Linked DNA regions of Mus musculus: all the other regions are linked to region 1. Evidence: chromatin contacts called from public ChIA-PET, HiChIP or PLAC-seq, Micro-C and promoter capture Hi-C data. All regions are on one chromosome and are shown on one strand. The core of a region is the stretch at or near the end of the contact, and the rest is flanking DNA. Distances in the headings are between cores, read along the strand shown.

What was found. Promoter capture Hi-C pulls out the DNA fragments that hold promoters and counts their contacts. Hi-C and Micro-C count contacts between places; a contact is called where the count stands out from the background. ChIA-PET counts read pairs in DNA pulled down with a chosen protein or histone mark. HiChIP or PLAC-seq counts read pairs in DNA pulled down with a chosen protein or histone mark.
Region 2: a contact with region 1 is called in an H3K27ac HiChIP or PLAC-seq map of embryonic stem cells, with 4 times the contacts expected there. The contact joins the promoter of F2rl2 here to the promoter of Hmgcr in region 1. A contact is called at or near these places in 3 of 39 promoter capture datasets (hippocampal neurons, liver and neutrophils), 2 of 115 datasets of contacts at active chromatin or transcription factors (bone marrow-derived dendritic cells and embryonic stem cells) and 2 of 9 other capture datasets (adipose tissue and liver).
Region 3: a contact with region 1 is called in a promoter capture Hi-C map of hematopoietic stem and progenitor cells, with 2.9 times the contacts expected there. The contact joins the promoter of Iqgap2 here to the promoter of Hmgcr in region 1. A contact is called at or near these places in 5 of 39 promoter capture datasets (the HPC-7 cell line, hematopoietic stem and progenitor cells, neural stem cells and 2 more), 4 of 484 Hi-C or Micro-C datasets (CD4 T cells, CD8 T cells, embryonic stem cells and 1 more), 4 of 115 datasets of contacts at active chromatin or transcription factors (bone marrow-derived dendritic cells, double positive thymocytes, memory CD8 T cells and 1 more) and 1 of 9 other capture datasets (liver).
Region 4: a contact with region 1 is called in an RNA polymerase II ChIA-PET map of memory CD8 T cells, with 61 read pairs. The contact joins the enhancer-like site here to the promoter of Hmgcr in region 1. A contact is called at or near these places in 2 of 39 promoter capture datasets (cranial neural crest and second pharyngeal arch cranial neural crest), 1 of 484 Hi-C or Micro-C datasets (CD4 T cells), 9 of 115 datasets of contacts at active chromatin or transcription factors (SST interneurons, bone marrow-derived dendritic cells, double positive thymocytes and 6 more) and 1 of 9 other capture datasets (embryonic stem cells).
Region 5: a promoter capture Hi-C map of hippocampal neurons shows a contact between it and region 1, with 3 times the contacts expected there. The contact joins the enhancer-like site here to the promoter of Hmgcr in region 1. A contact is called at or near these places in 4 of 39 promoter capture datasets (cranial neural crest, embryonic stem cells, hippocampal neurons and 1 more), 10 of 115 datasets of contacts at active chromatin or transcription factors (SST interneurons, astrocytes, cardiomyocytes and 6 more) and 1 of 9 other capture datasets (embryonic stem cells).
Region 6: a contact with region 1 is called in a Micro-C map of embryonic stem cells, with 4 times the contacts expected there. The contact joins the promoter of Sv2c here to the promoter of Hmgcr in region 1. A contact is called at or near these places in 5 of 39 promoter capture datasets (cranial neural crest, embryonic stem cells, hippocampal neurons and 1 more) and 2 of 484 Hi-C or Micro-C datasets (both in embryonic stem cells).
Region 7: a contact with region 1 is called in a promoter capture Hi-C map of neural stem cells. The contact joins the promoter of Hexb here to the promoter of Hmgcr in region 1. A contact is called at or near these places in 1 of 39 promoter capture datasets (neural stem cells), 2 of 484 Hi-C or Micro-C datasets (Th1 cells and regulatory T cells), 4 of 115 datasets of contacts at active chromatin or transcription factors (bone marrow-derived macrophages, effector CD8 T cells, memory CD8 T cells and 1 more) and 1 of 9 other capture datasets (liver).

What each region holds. Positions count from the first base shown.
Region 1 is chr13:96,669,052-96,673,032 of GRCm38.p6, forward strand. Hmgcr (3-hydroxy-3-methylglutaryl-Coenzyme A reductase) reads right to left here and starts at 1,885. Exons shown (of 20, transcript NM_008255.2): 1 at 1,760-1,885.
Region 2 is chr13:95,694,736-95,698,716 of GRCm38.p6, forward strand. It overlaps F2rl2 (coagulation factor II (thrombin) receptor-like 2), which reads left to right and starts at 2,185. Exons shown (of 2, transcript NM_010170.4): 1 at 2,185-2,392. The coding sequence starts at 2,329. The region is part of intron 13 of Iqgap2 (IQ motif containing GTPase activating protein 2); the gene reads right to left.
Region 3 is chr13:95,890,003-95,893,983 of GRCm38.p6, forward strand. It overlaps Iqgap2 (IQ motif containing GTPase activating protein 2), which reads right to left and starts at 1,920. Exons shown (of 36, transcript NM_027711.1): 1 at 1,662-1,920. The coding sequence starts at 1,707.
Region 4 is chr13:95,958,581-95,962,561 of GRCm38.p6, forward strand. It overlaps Sv2c (synaptic vesicle glycoprotein 2c), which reads right to left. Exons shown (of 13, transcript NM_029210.1): 13 at 863-2,883. The coding sequence ends at 2,700. Among named protein-coding and RNA genes, the nearest start is that of Gm24032, 63 kb to the left of the region's middle. Within about 2 kb of position 2,076, at least 124 of the 459 cell types and tissues checked have an H3K27ac peak or open chromatin away from gene starts, as enhancers often do. A contact at or near this core is called in SST interneurons, double positive thymocytes, forebrain and 4 more, where this site is marked.
Region 5 is chr13:95,993,433-95,997,413 of GRCm38.p6, forward strand. All of the region lies in intron 4 of Sv2c (synaptic vesicle glycoprotein 2c), which reads right to left. Among named protein-coding and RNA genes, the nearest start is that of Gm24032, 98 kb to the left of the region's middle. Within about 2 kb of position 2,064, at least 15 of the 459 cell types and tissues checked have an H3K27ac peak or open chromatin away from gene starts, as enhancers often do. A contact at or near this core is called in hippocampal neurons, where this site is marked.
Region 6 is chr13:96,130,886-96,134,866 of GRCm38.p6, forward strand. Sv2c (synaptic vesicle glycoprotein 2c) reads right to left here and starts at 1,692. Exons shown (of 13, transcript NM_029210.1): 1 at 1,563-1,692. Gm29543 (predicted gene 29543) reads left to right here and starts at 1,840. Exons shown (of 2, transcript NR_167969.1): 1 at 1,840-1,894; 2 at 2,475-3,365.
Region 7 is chr13:97,196,525-97,200,505 of GRCm38.p6, forward strand. Hexb (hexosaminidase B) reads right to left here and starts at 1,833. Exons shown (of 14, transcript NM_010422.2): 1 at 1,502-1,833. The coding sequence starts at 1,737.

The sequences.
Region 1 (3,981 bases), core at 635-3,134:
ACGTACATTGTCTTTTTTTATTATTATTAAATAATCTGAGGGGAAAAAATTACACAAAATCCTGTTCCACAATCCAACCAAGCACAGAGAACCACACCTACCTGGAACTACAAACTGAGCAGTGTTACAAAGGTATGTCAAAAGTAACCGTAATTATAAACTTGTCTCTCAGGAGCACCTCCCATTTCTCTGTGACTAGGCAAAGTGACACCGGTGTAGCAGTTTATGAAAGCTCGGAAGGTCCCTTTTCTGCTGCGCTGCAATAAAAGAACTTGCCTACTTATCCAAATACAGTATACAGCAAACATTTCACAGACTCCTCAAATGGCTGAAAATTTAAACTCACCAGACTTAAATTCTAATTCTATCTAGGAATAGAACCACCAACCACTGCCAAGAGACAGGCTTCTCTGAGATTCTTCCAGTCCATTCATTCTTCCGGTAGTACACAACCCACTCTTTGATTAGAAAATATCTACACTGATATGTGCAGGTTGTCCCTTTGAGGGTAAGACCCCCTAATCCTACACTGTAGCCACGTCTAATCCCAACAGGATGAACACTCAGCATTCTTAACCTACCCATCCATCAAAGGGGGCCATCATCACCTTGCACAGAAAACAAGTTCTGTACCCAACTTTACCATACATTACCAGTTTCTAAGTCCATCTCCTCTTCATGGTCAAGTTCTCTGACCAAAGTATTAAGTGGAACCATAAAGAACTACTATTTTAAGAACTTAAAAAAAAAAAAAAAAGCACAATTTCAAGATAGATTTAAGGATTCAGAAACTGATCCCAGAATATAGCTCACAGTCTACAAATTAGACAAAAATATAGCAGTGTGAGCAAGCACACCCTTTATCTTGCCTGGTCAAGTTCTAGAAAGGCACTACGACCAAGTAAGCCCACAAAACGCAGCCCAATGTAGATCCAAGACTTTTGCCCTACGATAAATAAAATACAAATAAATCACAAGTAACCAAACAAAATGTATTCCCTACTTCGTGTGATGCTTTAATTGTACACAACGACTTTGTAAGTAAAGAGCCAGTAACAGACGTTTCCTGTGCCTTTACAGGCCTTAGCCCGAAAAGATACAACCTCAAGAGAGGAAAGATTTCCATCTGTCCGCTTTCGATGAAAGACTATTAACTTCGCCCAACCTCAGAAGTCTACTGTTTTACTTGCGAACCTCTAAGGCCATTTTCTTCATTCAAACCAAATAATTCCAATAGGTGCATAAGGTAAATTGACATCAGTATCAATGAGACTACGCCCCTTAGGAGAAAGACTATAACATAAAGGTCGAGAGACCGACTTCGGAGGGCTAGCTGTGCCTGTACAGACCTCGCATCCTCCTCCGGGCCCACTAGGAAGAGCACAACCTGCCGTACCCACGCGGATCGGGTCAATTTGCAGCCTACATCTCCATCACTTTAAAGACGGGTCCTGCCGCAAGGCAGCGCCTGGGCGTGAACCCTTGTTCTCTAGGGCTCCCGCTGTCCCCTCTGCCAGGCACTCGTACACGGATGACCGTGACCGCCGGGTCAGCACAGCGCCCTCCGGACTGAACCCACGGACGCCCCGTCGCTGCACTGGCCCTCAGGCCCACCCGGCCCACGGGTTCCCTGGCCGCCGCCCTGCCGCCGGGCCTCAAGGACGTGTCCTCGCGGTCCCCTCGGTTCGCAGCCGCCTCGTGAGCCCAGGCGGAGCGCGAGACCCGCTGTCCCGCCGGTCCCCAGCGTCCGCCAGCTCACCTCCGGATCTCAATGGAGGCCAAGCCGGCCCAGCTGCCGTCTCCAGCCAACGGAGCCCCGGGCGGAAGGAACTGCGCTTACGCACGCTCCAGGCCGCCAGCGGGCCGCCAATAAGGAAGGATCGTCCGATCCCCTAGCCAATCGTCGGGCGGCTGCTCAGCCTGACGGCCTACGTCACGAACGGTCTCCCTAACAACCGCCCACTGCTCGCACCCGGGCGGAGAACGGGCACCGCACCATCTCTCACCACGGCAGAGCCAACCAATGACGGGTCGGGTCCCAGCATCGCGGCCTTCCTATTGGTCTCCGAGCCGAGGGGCGCCTGCAAGGACGCCGCCCGCGCGGGGAACAGGGGATGCCGCGGGTGGAGTACCCCGAACTCAGAGTTTGACCTGCAGGGTCTTGCCCCCGTGGGAAGACCACGGGAGGCCACCGTGTTAGAGTTGGAGCGTGAACGCGGGTTAAGGTTGAAAAGAAAAAGCCCAGTTAGTAGAGAGATCTGTGGGGAAGTAGTAGAGCTCTGAAAAAAAAAAAAAGAGGAATTTAAAAAAGAAAACGAAATGTGGCAGGGACTTGCAGCCCAAACCCCCTGTGACATACCCATCAGTGCTAATGGCTCCGGCTATCTAGGTCACCTGTCGCACACTGGATTCTTGCTGAAGAGTCCCTCTCCAGTGTCGTCTCTGAATTCCCTCTGCTCTCCTGCTGGCTGAAGGCCTTTATCAAGCCCTTAACTCAAACTTGCAATAACCTCTCCTAACTGGTCTTCCCACTCTCGGGTGCTTACACCTTCTGCTTCTGGCGTTTCTGCTGCAGTAATCTTCCTCTTATGCCATACACCTGCCCCTAAATCAGCCTCCAGTATGGCCCAACCCCATTTCACCTACACAACTCTATCCCTGTGTTAGCCTAGAGTAACTTACCCTTCGATTGTACTGAATCGCTTTTGACACCCCTGCTCATGGTCTTAGTTTAGCCCGGATATACCTACCCACTTTAAATTTTGAAATCCTAATTATACCTCAAGGATCATTCATATGCCACCTCCTTTCCTGATTCTCTCAAACATATGTCATATCTCTCTTCTGAACGCCCATAGCACTTCCGTAATAGTCTATGACTTGTCTTACTGTTTTATGTGGAAATGTCGTAAAGAGAGCAATTGGTACATAACTCCTTTTGTTTTTGTGCGCTCTCTGTTTCTGTGTGTGTGTGTGTGTGTGTGTGTGTGTGTGTGTGTGTGCTGCTGTGCACTACATGTACAGAACAGTGCCCAAGGAATAGCAAGAAGAGGGTGGGGGATCCTCTGGAACTGGAGTTACGTAAGATGGTTGTTAGCTGCCATGTAAGTGGAAACTGAATCTGAATTCTCTGAAGAACTGAAGTGCTCTTAACCGATGAGCCATCTCTTAAAACACTATATGTTCAGTAGTACTTTTCATAAACTAAAAAAGTACCTGGTTAGAGTCTCATCGTTGTTATAAAATAGGGATTGCTCCCATTTCACACAAAGAACATGCTCTAAACAACTTGAATCAATTGGAAAACTAAGATTTCATTCCACATCTAAAGCTGGGCTTCTAGAGTTACCTTCCACTGGCTTAATATAGAGCCTTTGTTCATATCTTTACGAAACACTCCAAAAAGTTTCTTATGTCCAGGGTGTGGTGGTTAGAGCTGGAAGTATAATAATAGACACAGTACACGTGGCACCCACCAAAGTGAAAGCAATTGAAGTGAACAGACTTCTTAAACGGGGCGGTGGAGGAGGGGGGGTGCGGGGGGGGGAGGAAATGGAAAAAGGGCAAGAAAGAAAAGTAAAGAAAGATGTAGGGGAGACAAGGTATAGATAAGTCCAAGAGCCTGGAAACCCTGTCATATTCTTCATGCCTCTAAAAGTCTGACAGGCTAAATGTCTCACATTACAGATTGTAAAAATTGTTACTAATACAGCCTTAAAGGCAAATGTGGTGGTACACGCATGTAATTCTAGCACTGGAAATTTAAGGAAAGAGAGGTCATGAGATTGAGGCCATCCCAGGCTACAAGGGAAAACCATAAATATGCTTAAATTTTTCCTGAAAGGACTACAAAGCTATTGCAGAAAAGATAAAATGAGGTTTGAAAACTTTTGTTCCCAATTTCTTTTTGAGAACTCCAGTAGACATATGAGTTAAAAGCCAAGCAAGAAGTAGCTGTGGGTAGAGTTCAGTAACAGGCTT
Region 2 (3,981 bases), core at 935-3,434, 970 kb before region 1:
TCTATCTATCTATCTATCTATCTATCTATCTATCTATCTATCTATCTATCTATCTATCTATCTATCTATCTGCCTATCCATCCATCTATCTATCTATCTATCTATCTATCTATCTATCTATCTATCTATCTATCTATCTATCATCTTAAAATGCTTATTATAAATCTGTTCATTCATCAAGATTCATGGAATAACAGGCTGGCTATGGTGGTGCACACCTTTAATCCTAGCACTCAGGAGGCAGAGGCAGGTGGATCTCAGTTCAAGGCCAGCCTGGTCTATAGATAGAGTTCCAAGAAACCAGGTCACAAAACAAAACAAAACAAAACAAAAAGTTCATGGAATAAAGCAAGGTCTTGTTCTTCGATATTTTATTATGATTTTAATTTAGTTCAGTTCAAATAGTTTTTTTTGGGGGGGGGTTTGCATCTATCCTGTTATCTTATCCTATAGAGTTATCATAGGACACATTGATCAATGGCAAATGAACCTTCTTCCCAGACACAATAAAACTAAGTTCCTGACAGGCACTAAGGGCTGTCAGGGCATTGGAAGGCAGGTAGAGAATTGTCTTCTTTCTCCCTCTGAGACAAACTTTCACTGTGTTCCTGAGGCTGGGCTAGAACTCACAACATGGCCAAGGCCCGCTTTCAACTCATTACAGTCCTCTTGCTACGGCCCGTCTGTCAAGCGCTGGGGTCATAAATAAGTACTATCACCCTCAGGTGAAATTTAGAAACAATCTAATCCCTCTGATACAATTTGAACTTCTTAAATATTTGCCAGGCCTGAGGATGTAACTCTGTTGATAGAGTCCTAGAAGCCCTGGGTTTAGTGTCCAGCTCCACAGATCCCAGCAGCCCAGAGGCAGCAGGAGGTGGCCCAGGAGCTCAACTGCATCCTGAGTTCAAGGCAAGCCAGACTATATGAAACTCTGTCTCAAAGAACAAAATAACAAAATAAAAGATGGAGGAGGGAGGGTGTATTCGCTTCTCATGATTAATTCAGTTTATAACTATGTGATCAGTTTAGGAACTAAAATTTGAAATAAAGCACAATTTCATTTTGATTTTTGAAAAAGAAATTTCATGTTATATTTTGATCGCTTTTCCCTCTCCTCAACTTCCAGATCCTTCCTACCTCCCTAACGCCATACCCTTTCTGTCTATATTTAAACAAATAATAAAAACAGAAACAAGAAATGCATACACCAAAGCCCACAAAAGCATAACAAAATGGAAACCCAAATATACAAACAAAAAGACCATTAAGGCAGAAAAAAAAGAAAAAACAAACAAACAAACAAACAAACAAACAAACAAAGCAGTAGGAGATGAAAAGTCTGCAAAAATCCCACTGAATTTTCTTTGTGTTAGCCAACCACTCCTGGGTGTAGGGCCTACCTTGACATGTGCCTAGGGCATCCAGGAGATTCCATTGGAGGAAACCACTCTTTCCTTTGCCAGTGGGTATCAACTGCAGAACTTTCTGGGTTAGTGGTGGGAGCCCCAGTCCCCTTCCCCTCTCAGCTCTGGGACCCTCCTTGGCTTGAACCTGTGCAGGCCTTGTGCATGCTGCCTTCTCTGTGAGTTCATATGTGCACCAGTCCTGATTTATCCGGAAGACACTGTTTCCATGGAGCTATCGATCCCTTTTGGCTCTTAACAATCTTTTTGCCTTCTCTTCCGCATAGATCCCTGAGCCTTGAGGGGAGGGGCTTGATGAAGACATTGCATGTAGGCCTGTGCGCTCCAAAGCCTCTCACGCTCTACACACCATGGAACTCTGTGTTTGTTCCCATTTACGGTAAGAAGAGGCCGTTCTGACCATGGCGGAGTGAATGTCTGACTGTTACACAGGAGTGTAATGTCTGACTGTTCTTGTGTTAAATAGAAGGCGTAACTCTGGAGCTAGGGTTTTGGCATAGGGAATAGAACCGGGGCAGTGGAATTGATTCAAAGCTAATTGCTTCCCAGCACCTGTTCTCAGCTTTGTTTTGCAAGGGACTCTGCAGTCTCTGCCATTATTCCAAGCCCCTGGGAGAACTACAGCACTGGTTCTAAATGAAATAATGGAGGGGGTGAGGAAGAGATAAAAGGGATATGGCAACTCCTCCAGAGAGGCTCAGCCTGAGTCATGCACACAGACAGAAACATCAAGTGGCCACATCCTTTCTCTGTAGAGGCAAGGACGAGTCCCTGCCCACACAGTCCAGGCTGGCAGAGTTCTCAGCTTTCCACTTGCTGCTCATACATGGAGCTGAGGGGAATCTACGCTGTGACTTTGTATACTTAACAACATCCTGTAACCGGGTCTCAGGACATCAAGATGAAAATCCTTATCTTGGTTGCAGCTGGGCTGCTGTTTCTGCCAGTCACTGTTTGCCAAAGTGGTAAGTCCCCTTCTTGTGGTCTAGCATGGGGGTGAGAGAGTGGTGAGTGGATGGTTTCTGCTGTCAGAGTCAAATGCCCTAATTTTCTTGTTAACTCCTAGAAACTGTGAACCCAAAGACACAATTTGATCTGGTTTTAGCCTGGGGTAATATAGCGTGGAAATATTCAAGCTTGTTCCCAAGTCAAACCTTGTCAAAGACCAAGCGTTCTTCTCTACTAGTAGTGTCTCTACATTTGTGACAGAGTCAAGACTTTATGATTAAGTCAAAAACCACTTTTTTTTTGGCGTGAGAAGTGTTTGTATGTGTACAATGTTCAGATGTAGAAAAGATTGCACTTTTTCAAGGCATTAAAAAAATCTTTTCAAATTTCTAAATATTATAATTTCTGTTGAGGCACCGGTGGGAAAAAAAATACTGCCAGGAAAAGTAATTTGGTTTCAGCAGCCAGTGACATTAATCAGGGATGTGACGTGTTTCCAAGGTGAAATACCGTCTTTTCTTAATGTTTCAGAACCAAGGAGTTCTCTCTGTCCCTCACATATATATGTATATATGTCTGTGTGTATATATGTCTATACGGATATGTCTGTATACGATGTTTAGGCATAATTTGGTTATGTATAATTTTAGAAATAAGCTTTCCCAAATATAATTATTTCACTTTGAACATGTCTTCTATTGTGGTAGCTTATATAACTTCCTCATTGTTCTGAAATGAACTACTTTGAGACAGGATTGTATGCAGGACTCTGTCAGGCCACAGGGCAATCAATTAGGAGGAGGAACTGGGAAGAAACCAACTTAAACAAAAGGCAGCCGTCTGCAAAAGGAACGATCCTTAAATTGAGTTCCCTGCTTAAGGGGACCCATGGCAGGGGCGGTACAAGCACGGGTTGGCTAGGTTTATGGTTTCTCTGAGAGGAGAAGCCACAAAGCTGAGCCATGGTTGCAAGGAAATGAGTTATGAGAGGGAGTTCCTTCCTGATGCTAGCCTGCTTGGGAGACTGAGAAGTGAGACTTAAGGAGAGGTGGGACAGTGGGTTCGAAGTCTGCCTTGGAGAGATGTGAGGTGGGGTGTGTGTGGCTGAGGGCCATTCTCTTTGGATTAGACTCTCTGAAGCCTTCTCCCAGGCGGGGAGCATTTCAGAAACACTGCACCAAATGGAAACCAAAAAAAAAAATCCTAGTCAGTTGCGTGTCGTTTTATAAATAACATTGAACAAGGAGCACGATTCTGAAGGAAAGACAGTTTCTAACGAATAGAAGATCTAGGGGGTGCCCGATCTGAAATATTCGGGGAGCAGTCTCCTTTCTGTGTGTTTGTAGACACGTATCTTGCCCAAGCACAGGACTCTCCTGAAAGCTGACTAGTGCTTGGTTTCATCAGCTTTCTCATCAGACCTTGGAGGGAAGAAATTTGTATACATGGTTCTGCCAGCTTCCTTTACAGGTGTTGTTTTGAGTGATATCAGACTTGGCTTTACCCAAATGTGCACGTGCAGAAGGATTTAAGTGGCTGAGCTCAGACGTAACAGGACATTCCAATAATGCTCGCATCTAAACTCAGGCACATGGAATGCTACCTT
Region 3 (3,981 bases), core at 670-3,169, 780 kb before region 1:
GCAGGCGTCAGGCTTGCCAAATCAATGCCTCCTTGATTAGTCTTCTAAGGCACGCTGCAGAGACAGGCTGGTTCAATAAAAATCAGGCATCATATCAGATGCCCATGCAGGGGCTAATGGAAATGCTGCATTCCTGATCCACATTCATCCCCTTCACATTGTGCATAAAACGGGGATAACGCAGACCGTGTGATGTCAAACCATCTTGTAATGTGTGCTCGCCTAGTTACAGATCTTTTAGTCATCTTAACAGCGCAACACGGTGAAGTCACCCTCTGTCCCAAGAGCTTGTCACAGGAAAGGACTCCCAAAGACCTGAGGTTGACACTGCAAGCACCAGATGAGCACAGGGCTCCTCCTCCAGCCCCAGGAGCTCTCTGAGTGGTTTATCCACTGCAAACTGGGCAGGCTGCAAGCAAAATGCTGGGTGGCTGAATGCATTTTCTCACTTTACAGAAACTGCAGCTGGCTCCTTGCTGTCACAAGGAAAAAACAAACCTCTCACCTCTGACAGTCCCTTCCAAGACTGGGATGTGTGTGTGTGTGTGTGTGTGTGTGTGTGTGTGTGTGTGTGTGTGTGTGTGTGTGTGTGTGTGTGTGAGAGAGAGAGAGAGAGAGAGAGAGAGAGAGAGAGAGAGAGAGAGAGAGAGACTGACTGACTGACTTAGGGAAGTTGGCGACCCTCTTCCAAAAATTTCATCCGTGCTCCTACCAAACACCACAAACCACATGAACACACTAACTCTGTTGCAGTTGTCACCACCTTAACCTAAACCTGGTACTGCGTCTAACAAGACCAGTCCAAGCAAAAGATTAACCCATGGTTCGTGGCCATGCGTTTGTCGACAGGGCCAACCCGGGAGAAGAAGCCAGCGTTCTGTTTGTTTTAAAGGAAATACTTCCTAGCGCATATTTAGGACTCTGAACTCTGCACAAGGGGCCACGTGGTTGGCGATAATCTGGCTCCCTCTTGTTAGTCAAAGCCACCTCTTTCCGCCGCCGGCAGCCCGGGGCTGGGTAACCGACACCGTCACTTTCAATCAGACCGGCTCAGAGTCTGTCCTTACAGAAATCCTCCCGCGCAGGAGATCGGGGGCGGGGAGAGCCACCGGGAAAGTGGCTGGGGGCGGTACGTGTCCCTGGAGGCCTTGGCTGGAAGGGCCTCACACCTGTGGGGCCTAAGTGGCTCTAGCTGCTCAGGTGAGGCCCAAAAGAGACTAGTAGGAGAAGCCTGCCCTTCCAGGAAAGTGCCTTCACCTCTCGCAGAGCGCGCGGGCACAGGAGCTGCGCTGCCCACCTGTAGCGACAGCAAACAAACTTTCCGCCCCTTTTGGGTGGGAAGCATCGGATCCCCTACGCCACCCTCTGGCTCGAGCCGGCAGCGCCCAAAGCAAGGCGGGCTCCTCACCTGATACCCCTAAACCACAACCTGATCTGCACCAGAGCTGCTGAGGCTTGCGAGGTGGAGGGACTTAGCTGGAAGCTGCAATTAGGAATTTGGAAGAAAGGGGCTTGGAAATCCGCGCCCTGCTCCTTTGCAATTCCAATTCTCAACTTTGCCAGCCGCTGCCCTCCGCAGCGCGCCCTCAAGCCCCTCGGCCTCCCCAACGCCGTCCCAGGGAGAGGGGCGCCCCGAGATCAACGGGAGCCCGAACACTCACAGCCGTAGCGGGGCCGTTGCAACGACGGCAGCTCTTCGTGCGGCATCCTGCGCTGCTCTGGGGGCCCTCCCGGGGAGCGCCCCCCGTGGTTTCCCTCGCTGGCCAGGCTCGCGGGCTCCGCGCCCGGCGGGCGCGCTCCGATCCCACCTCTGGGCTGCCCTCGCCCGGCTTCTCGGAGCTGACCGCTCCGCTCCCTCGGTGCTCCTTCACTCGCGCCTGCGGCGGCCGCGTCTCGCTGACACCGGGGCAAAAGTGAACTATCTCCTCCCTCGCTCGCTCGCTCGTTCGCCCGCCCGCCCGCCCGCCCGCCCGCGGGCCGTACCGCCTCCCCCAGCAGGTTTCCTTTCTCCTCCCGCCCGGCCCCGTTATTCACCGCGGTGGGAGCGCGCCGCCGTGCAGCGACCCCTACTGGCCGCACAGCGCAGCGCCCGGTTGCGAGGACCCGCCTCCCGCGAGAGGAAGGGGCTGAGAGGCACCCTGGACCCCTGCAGCTGGAGCCCAGCGCACAGATGGAGGGCGACTTGGAGCATCCGGAGGGTGGAAGTGAACCAGCGCAGGGAAGAGCAAGAAAAACCACAGCAGACCACAGGCACCCAGTTCGCCTGGGTGTTGCTCAGTGACTGAGAGACAAACATTGCAGTTCCTTTTCCTCTAGAGAGATTGCACGGGGACAACCCTCACACACTCACCTCCCCACCCCACCCCCGAGCCCCGCGAGCGCCTGCTTCTCGCATTTAGGGGTATAAACGAAAGTTGTTTATGACTTTTGGCTTACGAGACACAGGATTCCCCTTTCTTGACAAGAAACGGTAAGGGTGAGCTCGTGCGCGGGCTGCAGGAGCAAGATTAACAGCCTCCAAACAACACTCAGAACACAACTGCCAGTCATCCGCCCACCCCTCTGCCAGCCCGCCCCCAATGTGCAAAACTGTCGCTCAGGCCCAGCCGGGGTCGCACAACCACAAACCCCTTTCCGGCTCAGCTTTTGAGACAGAAACCACAAGTAGCTGTTTTAAAAGCACGGTTTTCATGCGGTTGCTTGGAGCCTGGAGGAATGTGGGAGCCCCCCCCCCCCAAACATGGGCCACTGCTTTTTCACAAACGTGGGGCATGTGGGTGATCACATGACTGAAAAAAAATCATCAAAAGAGAGGGTCATAAGAGATGATTTAGCCGAAGAAAGGTGGTCTAGCGACACTAGTCACCTTTAATTAAGCAAATCTACAGAGAGCAGCCAGCTGCTTTCTGGGAGACACAATGAACTCTTGAAACTTGAAATTCAGACTCTTGGACCCCGCCCCGCCTCCAGTTCCGTTGGTCTGAGTTGAGGCTCATGAACTTGCGTTTCTCACAAGTGGTCAGTGAAGCTGAAGTTGTGCCAGCCTATGAGTTAGGTGCACAGGAAGAGGGAAGTCTCATCAGATGAGAGCGAGAGGATTCCCCACCCCCACCCCTAGAGACATTGGATTCTCACCCTGTTGGAATGGGATGAAAGGGATTTTCCTCCCCACAAAAGTAGATGCTTCTAATGCTATGGCCACAGGTCAGCAATACTCATCCTGTGACCAGCCTGTCAGCCAGGCTTCTTCCATGTCTCAGAGACGCCATGTTGGACTCTAAAACGCACTGCGTATTCTGTGCATCAAAGATGAACTCCTCACACATCAGTTCTCAGGATGAACACCAGGATGCAGGGCCTCAAGAAGTAGATGGTCTATGTGAGGAGAGGTGGGAGGAAATCGCTGTAAACCACAATGGCCTGAGAAGGTGGTATGATTTCAAAGTGTGGTGTCAGGTGGAGTTTGAAAATAGGCAAGAGTTGGGTGGAGAACATCCTATCCTAAGAGACAGGCAAGGATGGGAGCCATGAGCTGGAACCTGAGCTTGGGCTGGGAACCTATTACTAAGCAGCAGAGCACTTTCTGAATGTCAGACCAAGTGGTCGATTATGACAATTAAGGGACATTTGAGAGCCCTTAAAGGCGTTCTAGGGTGGTTTTGTTGTTTGTTTATTTTTGAGACAGGATCTTGCCCTACTTGTGACCCCACAGCCTCAATCTCCCAGGAGCTGGGCTTGCATATGAGGGCTACAACAACCACCCATGACTTCTTGGTTTTGAGCATAAGAATCGCAGAATGTTCTGGACTTGAGAAAAGGTGAGTTCTGGCCAGATTACAAAATGTATTAGAGCAAACAAGGTGGAGATGCTGATGTTGGATGGAAGGGGCTATAGAAGACGTTAGGAAAGAAGAGCTTCTATGAAGTTGACCTCAGGAAGCATGATGCTTTCTTGCAGACAGGCTGAAGGTCCTTCAATGC
Region 4 (3,981 bases), core at 826-3,325, 710 kb before region 1:
GCTGGTGCTACTATTTGTTTTAATTTCTTTCCCATTGAGAGGAGTCAGAGATAATAAAACGTGGGAGCGTCCTGGGCTGATTCTGAAGAGTAACGGTGGGGATTTTAGTTAGAAAAGGAGTTCAAAATGCAGGTACAGATGGAGCTGTGTCACTTCTGAAACAGCTTTCAATTTCCTTGTCCTGTATGTGAATGACACGGGATAGCAGATGTCTACCCTGGTGTCAAGGCCCATGACACTCATAACTGGGGCTTCTGTCGAATCTCATGGTTGGATCTTAACCTCTAATTATACCTGAACAAGCCACAGCATGTATTTGAGAAGCAACAAGAACCCTGTCGTGGAAAGGAAAGGTTACACACAGTGAAGAGGCTGAGGGAAATGTGTGGGGAGTGGGCAAGACGGCAACCAAGAAGGCTTGTGACCACTGATTGTCCAGGAGGTTATAGAAGAGATCCCTCTTGGGCCACCTGGGAAGCTTGGGGTAGTTGACAGAAATGGTTTTTCTGAAGGGGACAGATGGTCTTATAAAGAAGGGTTCTGTTGGGTCATCCCATGCTGGCCCAACCCAGTGTCCAGATAAAATTCTGAATGACTGTGTCTTGCAGTTTGGAATGTACTTGTAGCTAAATCAGGGAGCAGAGACAATTTGAGAGTAAAGACTATCCAGTAAGATCACTACCACAGCAGGCCAGAGTAGAGAAAGCAATGCCTTTGATTTGTATGGTTTGTTTGCTTGTTTGTTTGTTTGTTTGTTTGTTTTGAATGGGAAGATAGGGATTCATATCTTACTTTTGCAGCAATTTTGTTGCATGCCACATTCAACCAAAAGGTCTGCTCTGGGCCTCAAACATGTTTTTTTCAAAAAGAAAACAACCATGGTGCAAATAGGAGAGAGAAATGAGCCTGCATGGAAAAAAAAATAGATACTCCTTAGGTTTTTGAAACACAGATTTGTTTCCCAGGGATGAGAAACAGAAGCGAGTTCTGTTCTGGCCCTGCCTCATTGGTGTCTTTCAAATCAATCAATGATGCTTCGAAGATTCCCTGGTCAGCTCTGCAGCTCTGGCTCTCATAGCCTGGATGTCCAGGCTCTGAGTACTCAGGTTATCTGCAGGGAACCACTTTCTCTCTGCAGCTTCCCATCTTAACTCAAGGCTGCCCCCTCCACCACGCCTGCATTACTTAATGGGGGCAGTGGATTAATGGTTTATGTTAATCAAAGAGCTTTTCACAGAATTTCAGCTCCAGGAGGGATCAGGGAACATGTGAGGGGAAGGGAGGCAAGGCAGAGGGGACTCCAGGGAGCAGGGCCATCTCTGAACAGATTCTTGGGAACAGAAGTTTCCTTTTTTCTGGAAGGCCCGGGGCTGTGGTCATGCAAGAAAAGCGTAAAATAAGCAAAGAGGATTCCCCCTCCAACAAGACAGAGGCAGTTAAACAAAGAATGCTGTTTAAACACAGGCCTTACGATGGTTGCTATCACAGGCTGCAAATCTACAAGGAGGCTTCAGATTTCAAAGACGCGTAAAAGGATGGGCCTGGGGGAGGGGCACCGGGCAAGAGACTCGAAGGTCCTTTAGCTGACAGCTGGCCCGTGGGAACGTCCTGCTGACCCCTCCCTCCTTCCATGCTCAGGAAGATTCCAGAGGTAAAACAGATATTCACCCACCAGGAAATGCTGTCCTGCCTGCCGGAGGGTTGCTGGGGAGAGCAGGCAGGCTCAAAAACTGTCCAGAGACAAGGCTAGGAGCCCACAGCCTGGGGACACTGGAGGGACATGACCTGATGTGGAGATTTGGGCTAAAAATGTAACAGTGGACAGTTGATCAAAGGAGGGTGGGTGGTGTTGACCCGCAAGGGACCGTACAAGAGAGGCTCCCGTCTGTGTTTCCCAAATGGCTTTGGTTGTGAATTCCAATTTCTATCTAAAAATCTGCCTTGTGCTGCTCAGGTAGGGTTTCGTTGCCAAGTGGGGATAGACTTTAAACTTTTCTTGTTAACAAAACCACCCTAATCATCCTGCCCAAAAGAGCCCCGCCCAGAAGTGCTTGGTGTCACACAATTGTCTTGAAACCCCCTGCTGTAACAGCTAGAGTGGCTGGCAGGCTGTCTTTTTTCTAAGAAAACAGGAAGTATCACTCGGTATGAGAAAAAGAAAGAAAGAAAGAAAGAAAGAAAGAAAGAAAGAAAGAAAGAAAGAAAGAAAGAAAGAAAGAAAGAAAGAAAGAAAGAAAGAAAGAAAGAAAGAAAGAAAGAGAGAGAAAGAAAGAGAGAAAGAAAAAAGAAGAAAAAGAAATCCCTTTCCTCAGCACAAAATTATGCCAATTTAAACTTCCTGTTAGTAGAGCGTCGCCAGCAGGGTCTATTTCTTACACCAGCACAGACTTTTTAGATTCTTGGTGAATGTAGTCCTTGGGGAAGCCTGGTCAACTGAGACATTTTAGGAACACTTCCACTGGGCACTGAGAAGCAGGAACATCACAGTTAGGAAAAGCTAACAGTGCACGGGGGGAGGGGGGGCGGGAAACCCTGCAAATCACACTGGCGGGGTAAGACAATACGCAGCTACACGTTACATCACAGCAAAAGTTTGTGTTCTGATACTTGGCCACCTTTCTATACATTAAAACTCTGAAGCTTTGAGTCAGGCAATACGACCGACCCACGGTGGGAGGAAGGGAATGGCTTTTGTCACGTCACATCAGAACCTGGGTTCGTGTGTCGGGCAGGCGCAGCCCCACGAGTCCTCCACACACGAGCACAGTGGAAGCCAGCAGGATGGGGATGGCTTTGGTGATGCTGACCAAGGAGCCGAAGATTAAGTTTCCCAGGACGGCCGCCGCTTTACAGAGGGCGTTCAAGAAGCCGAAGCCCGTTGCTCTGCAAGGGACAGAAACACAGTCAAGGTTTAGAAAATGATGCTCGGGAGTCCAGCTTTAAACTTACACGTTCTGCGCAGTCACCCTGATGGTCTTTACGTGGTTTGTGCCGTATGTTAGTGAAGCAGATAATTAAAATGCTTGTTAGCAAACGCGGAGGCAGAGAAGCCAGCTGTCACTGCTGCGGCCGGTCTCCTGATGACGTACGTACGACTCTACTGACTCTTATTTTGGTACAGAAGAAGAAAAAAAAGCTCTTTCTTGGTCCAATGTGTTGGAAGGATGGTTCTACTAAGTAAAAGTTAATTTCACTCCGTGTAAGTCCTCTCAGGATAAAAGCAGGCTTAAAGCCTCTTTCCGTAGGAGTCAGCTAGCCTCTGCTTAGCTTGGGAGAAGCTGGGCCACCTCCTCTGTCCAGGGAGTGGGACTGGGCGATCTAGCAGGCTCTCAAGTCTTTACAAAAGTGACTTGTTATTTGTTTTATAAGTGTCCAGAATCTTGGTGACACCTCTTAAATAGAGGAAATAAGGAAATTCAAATTTTGTTCCAGTATAAAATACAACTGCCGTCTGTCAGACACTATCAGCCTGCTTCTCAGCGACTCAGCACCTGTAGTTTACTTACGTCAGCATCCAGTGCTGTGCATTTCGACCATAGCTAAGAGTTCCCACCACCGCTAAGAGTTGCTATGCAACACAGACCCTTTAAAGGGCATCTGTCAACATCACGGTGTGTGTGTGTTCTCTCTCTCTCTCCCTCTCTCTCTCTTTCTCTCTCTCATTTTGTCCCTCTCGTTTTAACTGTCTCTCAGTCTGTCTGTCTCATGTCCCCACTCTGAGACTGTTTTTGCTACCCCACCCCCAAACCTCTTGCTTTAGGTTTGTTGCACAGGGTGATCTCTTAACAGCACACCCGGACCCACCCAGGTCCCTTCCAATGCTTTACCCTATTGATAGTGATTTGGCAATGGGTTTCTTTAGGATTATTTTATTTTCATTTTCCTCTTATTAGTTATCTAAATGAATATTCCTAGATTTTATTTTTATACTCATTTATTCATCTAGTGTGTATGTGGAGATCAGAGACCTTGCAGGAATCA
Region 5 (3,981 bases), core at 814-3,313, 680 kb before region 1:
ACCATCTCCTCTCCATTATCACACACACACACACACACACACACACACACACACACACACACACACACACACACACACACATTCATTTTCCTAATAATCACCTAACCCGTTTCCCACCAGAAAAATAGTGCTTTCCTGCTTGCCAGTATCCCCCTAGTCCTGGAGGTGCTCTGTGTGTGTGTGTGTGTGTGTGTGTGTGTGTGTGTGTGTGTGTTGTGTTGTGTGTACATGAGTGTGCGAAAAATCACTATAGGTTATCAAGATCATGGGTTCTCAGGTCATCTCTCTCTCTCATTTCTTTTTCCTTCTTTCTCTTTTTTCCTCCAAGTTCACACTAAATATCAAGACAGCTTTGATTTGTTTTGTCAATGCACATGGAGCAAAATTATTTTTATGTCTATAAAAATGTATTTGTATATGTCTATGAACTTGACCAGTGTGTTCTGTCACCCCAAGACTCCCCTGATGCTAATTGTCTTTTCAGGGTCAACTCTTCCTCCAGCCAACCTGGTGACCACTGGTCTCTCCTCTGTCTTAAGAGTTTTGTCAGCCCGGCAGTGGTGGCGTACACTTTTAATCCCAGCACTTGGGAGGCAGAGGCAGGCGGATTTCTGAGTTTGAGGCCATCCTGGTCTACAGAGTGAGTTCCATCTCGAAAAAAACAACAAACAAACAAAAAAAGTTTTGCCTTTTCAGAGTGCAGTGCGAATGGAGTCACACCACAGGGCAGATGCTTGGTTTTTGATGCTTGGTTTTCCAGATGAGGTCTTGCTATGCAGCCCAGACTGGCCTTGAGTTCACAATCCTCCTGTCTCAGACTTCCCATGGGTGTGATTACAGGCACACATCACCATACCTGGCCAGTATGTAACTTTGTGAATAAGAACTTTGATTCTTATACTTAGCATGATACATTTGAGATTCATACAAATTGTCATGTATGTTAGTGGGTTAAAGGACGTTCCCAGTTTAGGGTATTTATTAATAAATCTGCTATGGACATTTATATGTGGTATTTATGTGCATCAGTTTTGTTTTTTAAAATATAGACTTAGACACTTGAATCATATGTTGATTTTTGTGTGGATTTATTTGTAAAGTTTTTATTACATTTTATATTATTTATTTATTTATTTCTCACCTGTACTCTCTCTCTACTATGTGGGCTCTGGGAATTGAACTCAGGTCCTTAAGCTCAATGACAAATGAGTCACCTCAGTGCCCCCAAATAGCTGGTTAGTGTTATGGGGATGACTTTTCTGAAGTCAGACAATGTCAAAATTCCAAATAAATTCCTTTCCTCATTTTGAGCTATGTACAGTGTCAACGTTAGAATTAAAGCCTGTGCTTACGAAGTAGGCACGGCCATCCTAGACTGGTTACCCTTTACCCATTATTGTATAACTGACGACGAGAAGAGAGGGGGCGTGTCCTGGGTAGTGGGAGGAGTCCTGGCAAGGGAAATGGATGCCCCTCCTCCCATGCCTACAAGAGTCAAAGATTCACAGGATTACGCTGGGGCCTGTGAGGATGGCAGGCACCCATGAGTACATTGAGAAATGACCTTGCGGATGCCTTACAAGACAAAAAGACACGAAGGACTGAATCCCTGACCGCCATCACCGTGGCTCAGCTCTCCTGAGCGCCATTTCAAGGAAGCTTAAATCTGAACACAAACTCTAGGCAAACGCTTCAGAACAATCTCCAAGCAGGGCGAAGAAGAGGACTGTAGGGTCGAACCCCATTCCGCCGGGAAAACGGGCTGTGCGTTTCACGTCTGCACTTAGTGTAATGGATTCTTTGAAACCAAATCTCATCGTTTGGCACTGTGACATTTATTATTATTTTGTCTTTAAAAAAATGACCCTTGCAAAGTTGATGTTTCTAATTGTCCTTTGGATTTTGCTAAAATACTCATTAAAATGTCACGCTGTGAGATTTATCCACAGATAATGTAAATTCCATGCAAGGGAGGGCCTCAATTAGGGCGGTACAGAAGGCAGTGAAAGCCTGGCTCTAATCAATGTGGTGCTACTAAAGAAAAGAGGGACGGATCTTGCATAATAACCAAGGCCCTTGCCAGCCTCCCCCTGCTGTCGCTGCAGGGCCCTATGGCTGCCTCCTCGGCTGCCTTCCAGCTGCCTGTTGCTCAAGGAATGCAGGCAAAGCATATGACACACACATAGGACACTGGCGCCTACATTTCCCCTAGGCTTTAACCTGGAAGCCCTGCTATCTCAGTATCCAGTTTGAGGGCCTGAATTCTGGTAACTACTTATGCAATATTGTAAAAAAAAACCAAAACATAAAAACAAACACAAAAAACAAAAGACAAAAGAACCAAACCAAAACAACAATAACAACAACAAACTGTCTTTGTCAAGACAGGAGATTTTAGATGCAAGACTGAGATCCAATGTACTAAAAGAAATCAAAACTCTTCAGTATTTATTGTACAGGATGTCAAGTCTGACTAGCTAAGAAATAAATTATCTGCATGTTTTCATCTTGATCTCTCATAAGACAAAGACCAGCTAAATTCTCTTAAAGTAGCTCAGAGTTCATTTTCTGCAGTGAGAGTGATCAGGTGGGTTTCTGATATTGCTACGGAAATAAAAAATTTATATCCTTAATGCGTCGTGGGCATAAAATATAAAAACTACGCAGTCAGTGTAAAACGTGAATCTCTGGCTATCGACTCAGGTTGGGTAGCCAGTGCCATCTGTGATGCTAAGGTTTAACTACTTGCAGCTGGGCAGTACTACTTCAGAGCTGTTCATCTCTTGTTTGTAGCAAAATAAGTCAAGTTGGAAATATAAATAATGATGTTAGTGGGCAAATGGGAAGCTAAGCTGTGGCACAGCCAGCCATACGATAAAAACCACTCTCGTGTCGGACAAGAATGAGGCAGCTCTTTCTGATGGAACTCGGAAAACCTCCCAGTAGAGAAAGAGAAGCTGCCCCCCGCCCCCCCCTAGACAGGGTGGACAGCAGTGATGTCATTTTTATATGCACACAAAACATATTATCTGATCTAGAAAGGCCATGGTTTGGAAATGCACTATGCTGTTTTAGGTAGTTACACAAGGTAGGAGGAGGTGGCTCGTGGGCACTGTTCTCTTCTGACATTATTTCTTTAATTTATAAACTTTACATAACCTTTTATTGCTTCTCACTTAAAATGAAAACACCAAAACAAAACAAAGCAAACCCAAATCACAGCCCTAAGCCTTTGACTTTTGAGTGACTCAGGTGCCTGGAGGAAGAAAAGGGATACTGGAATTATAGAGGCACCAATATTCAACAGTGGCATTTTCTCAAGAAACGCAGGGATTCTGCCTGTGATCAATGTGAGCTTAAAAATACAGTGTGGACCTATGGGGACCCAGGAGAAAAGTCCAGAGACAACTCTGTGTCTGCATAGAAAAGAGAACTGGTGTCTCTGACTGACCTTTTAGTCCTGGGGAGTTGAGGATGGAGGGACATTGAAGAAGGAAGGTTGGAGTAATTTAACCAAAGCTTAGGTTGTATGCAAAAGCTGTATGGAAACCCACTTTGTAAAATAATTAAAAATAATTAAATAATTTAAGTACATTATAATTAAATATACAATAAATTAAAAAAAGGAGTTTGAACACAGATATCCTACATGGGTGGATGGATGACCAGAAGATATGAGTTATTGCTATTATTACTCTTTTGTTGTTGTTGTTGTTTTAAGATAGGGTCTCATTAAGATCTCTGGCTGGCCTCCAACTCCCAGAGATCTATCTGCTTCTGCCTCGCTAGTGCTGAGATTAAAGGTGTGTAGCATCACACCTGGCCCAAGTTAAATGAATCTCAGTATGGGGCAGGAGACAATTCCCAACGTGCTACTACTGGTCAGGGATGCCCCAGAAATCCCCAACACAGCACACTTTGGTTATAGGACAGGCAGGTGTGGAGAAATGACTTAACATCAACACTAGGTACTCTTCTAGA
Region 6 (3,981 bases), core at 442-2,941, 540 kb before region 1:
TTTCTTAGTCAATCAGCTATGCAGGAAGGAAGGGAGTCTGACGGGAGAAAGGAACATCTGGGCATCCCTCAGAGACTTAAAAGATGTCTGGGCACCCGGGGGAATCCTGGTTGCTGAGACGACGCCTTCCCAGTGCTACCACTGCGGCACACTGCGGAGCTCTTTGCCTGCCTGCAGCCTCTGTATTGCCCGGCATCCCCTGCCACCCCTGCCGCAGTCTATCCTCCCACCCGAGTCCCTCCAGTCGCTGCCGTCTGCACAGGGCGCGCCACAGGGCATCCATCACTCCGGAGCCTTTGACGCACACACGCGCGCGCTCCCAGACAGGCTGGGTCTCCTAGCCCTCCCTCCACCGCGCCCTCCCCTTGCGGGGCTGTATTTGCATCACGCCCACACGTAGAGGGTGACGCGAGCGCCCCCCCCCCCCCGCTCCCATGGTCCAGGCGGTACTTCCAGAGCTGGTGACTCAGCTCCTCCCTCTCCGCCCCCGCGCGTGGCGGACTGAGGTTCCCGCACGCCCACAGAGATGCTCCTTGTATCTGAGGTGGGGTGCTGGCTTCCCCAGCCAAGTTCATCCCGGCATTCTAAAATCTTTCTTTCCTTCCTGGCCAGAGGCGTTCCAGTTCGCGGGAGAAAGTATTCTCGATTCTAGAGCCCAGTTGGAGAGGAAAAGTCCACCAAGAGAAGATGGTGACCTGTCGCCCATTTCCTCTTGTCCTTAAATTAGATACCTCGGTAGTAATTGTTGCTGCCATCATCATCATCATCATCATCATCATCATCATCATCATCATCATCATCATTGGGGACAGTCCCTCTCCTAAGAAATCCTCACTCTTAGATGCGCTTCGCTGCGCCCCTAGGCGCATAGTGGACGCTCGATAGGGTTTTGCTCAATAGAGGTGCAGTGTTGGAGAAGTGTTGATTCTTACAAAGGGCCACAGCAGGCTTTCCTGCTTTCAGCTTGTGTGTGTGTGTGTGTGTGTGTGTGTGTGTGTGTGTGTGTGTGTGTGTAAGAGTTTGAAAATTGACGGGTTTTCTGCTAGCCTCCCGCAGAGCCGACTGCGGCTCCCCGTGCTTTCCAACCACTTCTGCACATCTGCAGAGGGTTCCCCGCAGAAAAAGTTGAGCCAGAGGCTGCGGGGATGGCTCGCTGATAGTGGGCGCTCCCGGCTGCCTGTTTTGAATAGTCTCTCCAGCCCTCCCTGAAACTCCCCCACCCCTGCGCCCCCAAAGAAGTCGGGAGATGCCTGCAGCTGCCCACCCACCTGCCCTTGAATCCCGAACATAGCGCACCTTTAACCTGCCTCTGCCTAGTAAACCCGGGGCCACTCGACTGCCTCAGTGAGATTTCCTGCTTGCCATCCCAACACAGGTACCCAGCGGGCAGCCTGCCTCACCTGCAGCCGCTTTTCCCGGGCCAGAGCTGGCAAAGTTGCGCTAGTTGCGCTTCTGGAAGGCTGCAAAAAGTTCTCTGGTTACAACGCTGGGTCTCCCGGCACAGAAGAAAAACCTAGCACGGAACGAGCCCTTGCCACGGTTGCGGGGGACTCCTTACTCACCGTTTCAGGCGCCGGGGACCCCCTGCCCTGAGCCACCGCTCTGCACTGCAGCCGTCGCCTTGCGAGCACCCCTCCGCTTGCAGCCCGGGGCCGCCTCGGTCTGCCACTCTCTCCTGCAGCGCGCGCAGTGGTGACTCCTTTGAGCTAGTCGGCAGCGAGAGGAGGGGCGGGAAAGTGGCTCCCGGCGGCCACGCTGCGGTCCTCCTCCTTCGCCTCCTCCCTTCGGTGCTGCAGTGGCGGGCGGCGGCGTGGCTAGAGTACAAGCGATGCGCAGGGAGGGGGTTACGGCGCGCGGGGGAGGAGGGCGCTGTGCAAGGCTGGGCGAGCTCCCGGTATGATGCGGAGGTGTTGCTGCGGTTCGGGTCGGGGGTGGGGAGGGGTGCGGTGGGGGTTGGCTCCAAGTGGCAGGTACTTTTGGAGAAGTCAGAGCTCAGTTTGTAGCAGGAGGAGGAGGCGGGGTGGGGGGCGTCGATAAGGCACCCGTGCTGAATTAGTCACCGAGTGTGACTGTGCGCTGCTCGTTTGGCAGCCCCTTGGGTCGGGTCCATCAAAGCACAAGGAAATTGTTGATTGCTGGAGGCCAGTGCCTCGGGAAGGAGGGCTTTTGTTCTGTTTCTGAGCCTGGAACTGGTTAATTTTGACTAGGCTTTCCGTAAGTCAGGAGTAGCTGATCACCCCCGCCTACCCCCCAATCTCCATGCTAGCACACGAGACAAAACTTGGGGTGTAGCGGAAGGAACTCCACGTGCGGGATGTGTGTATGTGTCCCTAAACCAGGGAGGGCCAGGGAGCAGCCGGAACTCCGGGTGGGGGGATTTCTAGCATTTTTAATAGGAGAGAGAGAGAGAGAGAGAGAGAGAGAGAGAGAGAGAGAGAGAGAGAGAGAGGTGAGAATATTGCTCTTGTTCTCAGGAATGCCTTAGAGGGTGAGAAACGGCAACCTTAGCCTCACCTTAGCGCTGGGGCTGGACTATACCAACTGGAACTCATCCTGGAGAGACCACACCCAAGTATCTACTCCGTCTTGGCAGGGCAGAGCGTCATCCTGTTACCCATCCGCTCATCGGAAGGGACAAAGTGGGAAGCCAGACATCCTCATAAAGTAGACCCTACCAGCTCCGAGCTCTCGTGAAACTCGTGTACTTTGGAAGCTCCCCGACCCCCGGCAGGTGCCCGCCGCGCAATCATTACCCTTGTAATGGTAACCCCGAGGAGCGAGACAAAGCGAGGCGCTGGTGGGAGCTGCAGTGGGTAGATCTCTCACACAATCTCTCCCTGGATGAGTTCATGCGAGAGTAAATAGCCTGAAAGATTGAATAGGTGGCTAAATGCTTGGCTGTGCCGATACATAAGTAAACAATGCATGTAAATGTTTGTGTTGCTGGAGAAGAGCAGCCGGGCTCTTCAGAGATCCAGGCGGTCTGGAGGCTCTCGCTAAAGAAGCTGGTGGGGACCACGTGGACCGCCTGGGACAGATAACTCCAGCTTGCTATAATCCGTGTGTGCCACAATTCAAGATGAGATGAAGAGAGGAAAATGGAACCAGCCTCCAACCTCTGGCTGCCCCTCCTTGCTGCTCTGGCATTCCGAGACTCAGGATTCCCAGGCCCTGTTGAGCCTACAGTTTCTGGACCGATCTTTGAAAAATCCATCTGGATTGTGTGTTTTGCTTAAATGCTTTGCGGTTTGTACCACTTACTGTGGTGCTGTGAGATGAATGATTGGAATGGTTAAAAATTAACCCACTCATTTAGACATCCTTCCTGTGCATTCTTACTTAATAAACAATTATTTGGGGTAAAACATCTGTGTTGCTACCAATGTAAGATACCATGTAGGCACAGGTGTGCTCCAGCATCGGTGTGAAATTTTTAAAAACGTAAATCGTATCTGGATCTATGTGGCGTTGCAAAAGGTGCTGGTAATTCATTTACTGCCCTGATGGATACCTCTTTGAGGGCGTGCCAGTAATAGTTGCATAGTAATTTATTATTTCTCCAAATGATGGATGTATAGAGAACAATGAGATGAACCTTAAAAAACAAAACAAAACAAAACAAACAAACAAAAAACAGTTAACACACTTCCTGGTATGGGACTCTTCCTTCAACCAGTTCTTGTGGGGTCCATGGACTCTCACAGGGTGAGTGGACTTTCTAGCTCTGGATTTTCCCTTCTTGCTACATTTGAAGATAACAGCTCCTGTAGTTCCCCTAGACAGAGCTGAGCTATATATGGCATTTAAACATTGTGTCTTTGAAGTACAGGGGTTTCCTTTGGTGATGATGAGGGAGGGAGATAGCTTTCATTGGTCCCGCTGAGCACACTTACTAGCAAGTGTCAGCCATTTTTTCTCTTCTAAAAACATTGGTCTCATAGGAGCCTATGTAGGTAAAGATGCATAACTGCCCTGTAGTCA
Region 7 (3,981 bases), core at 583-3,082, 530 kb after region 1:
GCCCATTAGCAATTCAACTCCAAAGGCTTTTTAGAGCAGGCCTCCAAAATAGGGTGACAGTACCCTCTTAGTTGTGCAAATTATAAGCAAAGCATTAGCCTTTCTGTGGCAGAGAACCCCCGCTGTTTCTGCTGCATCAGGGCCTCTTCCACTGAACCTTCCACAGCAAAGAGCCTAAAACACCCACCCTTAACTTTGTTTTGCATTCCCTGGTCAGCTGTTTGGTGTCCTGCAGGCAAAATCAAGTTATAGCTATATGCACCAGACACAGAGAAGAAGTGAAAGCAGGCGACACAGCTAGCACCAAATTACAGTTCCCAGGGGGCAGACCCTTCCGCCCAGGTCTCAAATCGAGAGGGCAGAGGGGGGATCCCATTCAAATACCGTCCCAAATACAATCTACCCTGCAACCAATAAGGTTAGCACAGCCCCTGTTCTTGGCAAGGGTGCCTACCTATGGCTGGCACTCTGTGCCCAGAGAATGCCCGGCTTGACAGTTAAGTGCTAAATGAGGCAAGGGTTTTTAGGAAACCTATTAGAGAGGAAGACAGAGCAACTACTGCCAAGTGTTGGGAAAACAAGAAGAAAAGCAGATGTTACTTAAGAGCCACTTGAAAGGCCATTTGGAAAGACTAACATTTGAATACCTAACATTATTAGGTATGGAACATAGCTCGGAAGGGGGAGGTCTCCTATAAAGTTTCAACTTAAGGTTTCCCCCATTCCCCTGACTACCACCCCAGAGCTCAGAGGTTTAGAACTCTTACTCTCTTACAGAGGACCCAGGTTCGGCTCTCAGCACCCGCATTAGGGGCTCACTCCAAAATTTCATGCCCTGGGCATCTGCAGGTATCTCCACACATGCGGTACACATAAATTCATGCAGTCATATACACTTAACGAAAAAAAAACTGAAGAGACTAAAGATATCTGAATTGTTGCCACATACGGAGCTGAAAGCGACACTGGGGATACCTAGGGCCCTTAAAAGATCCGTATCTAAGGATGCACTCAGAGGAGGTTCACTCTGCAGGCTAGGACCTTGTTCCCTCCCTATCTTTGGAGTCATCTCAACTGCCCATCTGAGGCCCAACAAACTGACTCCAGCAGAGTCACGGGTTCCATTGTTATTCTGTTTTGTTTTGGTTTTTGGAGACAGGGTTTCTCTGTATAGCCCTGGCTGTCCTGGAACTCACTCTGTAGACCAGGTTGGCCTCGAACTCAGAAATCCACCTGCCTCTGCCTCCCGAGTGCTGGGATTAAAGGCGTGCGCCACCACGCCCGGCCGTTGTTATTCGGAACCCATCCTAAGTAGGGTCCCTGAGCACCTAGGGCGCGAAAGAAGAAGCATGAACAGGTCAAGTCTTGGGCTTCAGTCTGCAAAGTTTGGACCTAAGTTAGACTGGCTAGTCATGCTGTCTTCCAGTCCTGTGAGACCCAAGTAGCCCGGCGATCCTTCTCTGTGCCCAAGGTCCCCTCCCCGCTGGGTGGGGCTGCTCACCGCCGAAACGCCTCCTGTAGCAGCGAGCAGGAAGGGCCCGCTGTGGAATTGGGACTGTGGTCGATGCTGAAGTCCTCCGCGGAGATGTACAACAGCCGCGGGAACATCTGCACCGAGCGCGGGAAGGGCCATAGCGCAGGTTGCAGTCGGGCCGGGGCCACTAGGGCCAGCGACACTAGCGACACCAGCGCCTGCAGCAGCAGCAGCCCGGGGGCGCTACGCGGGGACTGCGGCATGACTGCTCCGCGAGTCTGGCTAGGCAGTCTTTGGACCAACCTTCCAGTCTGGGTCGCTGGGAAGAAAGCATCCGTGCCCGGGTCACCAAGTCAGATGACCGAGCTCCCCGCCCGGGCTCCGCCTCCGAGAGGGGATTGGCCCGGAAATTGGGGGCAGGCTCGGTGCAGAGGCGGTCGCGCTCTAGCCGGGATGCTGGGGTGTGGCTCACGCCTGTCACGCCTGAGGAACTTGTTTGTGCAGCCCACTGACAGGCAAGACCTGTCTCTTCCTCCACTCTTCAGGTAGTGTTTTTGTCACTAAATCTGACGGTGGTGGACTCTGATTGATAAAACCTCCCGAGTCAGAATTCCCAGGAGTTGACTTTGGAAGTAATGGGAGGTTAAAATTTATGCATGGAAAAAAAAATAGATAGGGGGAGCATTTAAAACTTGGGATAGACGCGATGGACTACATAAATATTAAAGTGATACAAAGAGAATATTTCTGTAGTGGAGATTAATGTCGATGTATAGTTTTCCAAGGACCTTTATAACGATTAGCTAGGGCGAACGTGCATATGTGTAATCAGAGATTACAGTATGTCTAATCACAGGAAGGCAACTTAGTAAGTAAATAGATGCTAGAAGATTGCTGGAGAGATGGCTCAGCAGTTAAGAACTCTGTTCTCAAAAAGAACCGGGGGGGGGGGTCAATTTCCAGCACCCACTTGGTGGCTCACAACTGCCAATAACTCCAGTCCCAGGGAATACTTCACCCTTCTGGCCTCTGAGGTTACCAGGCACGCATGTGGTACACAGATGTACATACAGATAAAACACCCATACACATTGTGGGGGCTATTCCCGGTTGTCATCTTGTCTATATCTGGAATGAACTACAATCTAGAATTAGAGGGCTCACCTGTGATCCAGATCTTGAGGCTGGGAGACACAAGATTCTGACCTAGATCTTGACACAGAGATCTTGAGACATAGTGGCCATGAAAAGCTTAGGCCCAGGCTAGGTAGGACACACCTTTAATCCCAGGAGAATGAGGCAAGGAGAGCTTTGAGTTCAAGGTCAGCCTGGAACAAAGCAAGTCCCAGATCCAAGCCTGTTGGTATTTACCTTATAATCTGGGCCACACCTTCTGCTGAGGCCTACATAAGGACTTTGGAAGAAGGAGGATTCATTCTTCGCCTGCTTGCACTTAGTTGCCAACACATCTGTTAGAACCTACTTCTGCAGAAGACCAGCTGAAACAATGAGCCTCGTGGGCCTGAGCAGCTACTAGACTCTTGGACTTCCTATTCACAGCTGACCATTGTTGGGTTAGTTGGACTACAGGCTGTAAGTCATCACAGTAAATTCCCTTAATATTTGGAGACATTCTATAAGTTCTGTGACTCTAAAGAACCCTGACTAATACACACACAGGAAAAAAAAATTTTTTTAAAAAAAAAGAAGACTGCTAAGTAGTTCAAAAATTGGGTTGTATCCTACAAGAGCACAGAAATATAACCCGAATTATATCTAGTATAACCACCCCTAGATAAATAAAAGAAGGAATAATAATATTCCACTTATAATGAGGGCAACTTACACAGTAATTTGTGACAGGCCTCTGTATGTAGTATTTGGAGATAAACACATCTAGACACAATCGATATCACCAGACCCCTGTCTCTTCCCCTCTCTTAGAACTACCATCCAGGTTTCCTCTTCTAGCTTCATTTTCTACACTGGATGTTTACAAAGACTTTTCTGGCAGCTCTCTTTTGCACTGCTTGCTGTGCCTGTGTGGTTTGGGTTTGTCTGGATCCTCTTTTTTCCTTGTGTAAATGAGAACCTGCTTGATGTTTTGCTAGGGCATGCACTTGAGAGAGCACATGGTGTAAACAAGGGCTCAGGGCCAGCTCCTTACAGGAAAATGCATGTCTATCCTAATAAAATCCCAACCCCAGTCAAGAAGCTCAATGTCACAGCTTCTCCTTTAGGACAAAGCTAGTGAAGGCCCATAAGCAGCACGCAGCATGGAGAGGCGAGCAGGTGTGTGTAGGCTTGTATTTTTTTTTAAAGATTTATTTATTTATTATTATAGTAAGTACACTGTAGCTGTCTTCAGACACACCAGAAGAGGGAGTCAGATCTCGTTACGGATGGTTGTGAGCCACCATGTGGTTGCTGGGATTTGAACTCTGGACCTTCGGAAGAGCAGTCGGGTGCTCTTACCCACTGAGCCATCTCACCAGCCCGGCTTGTAT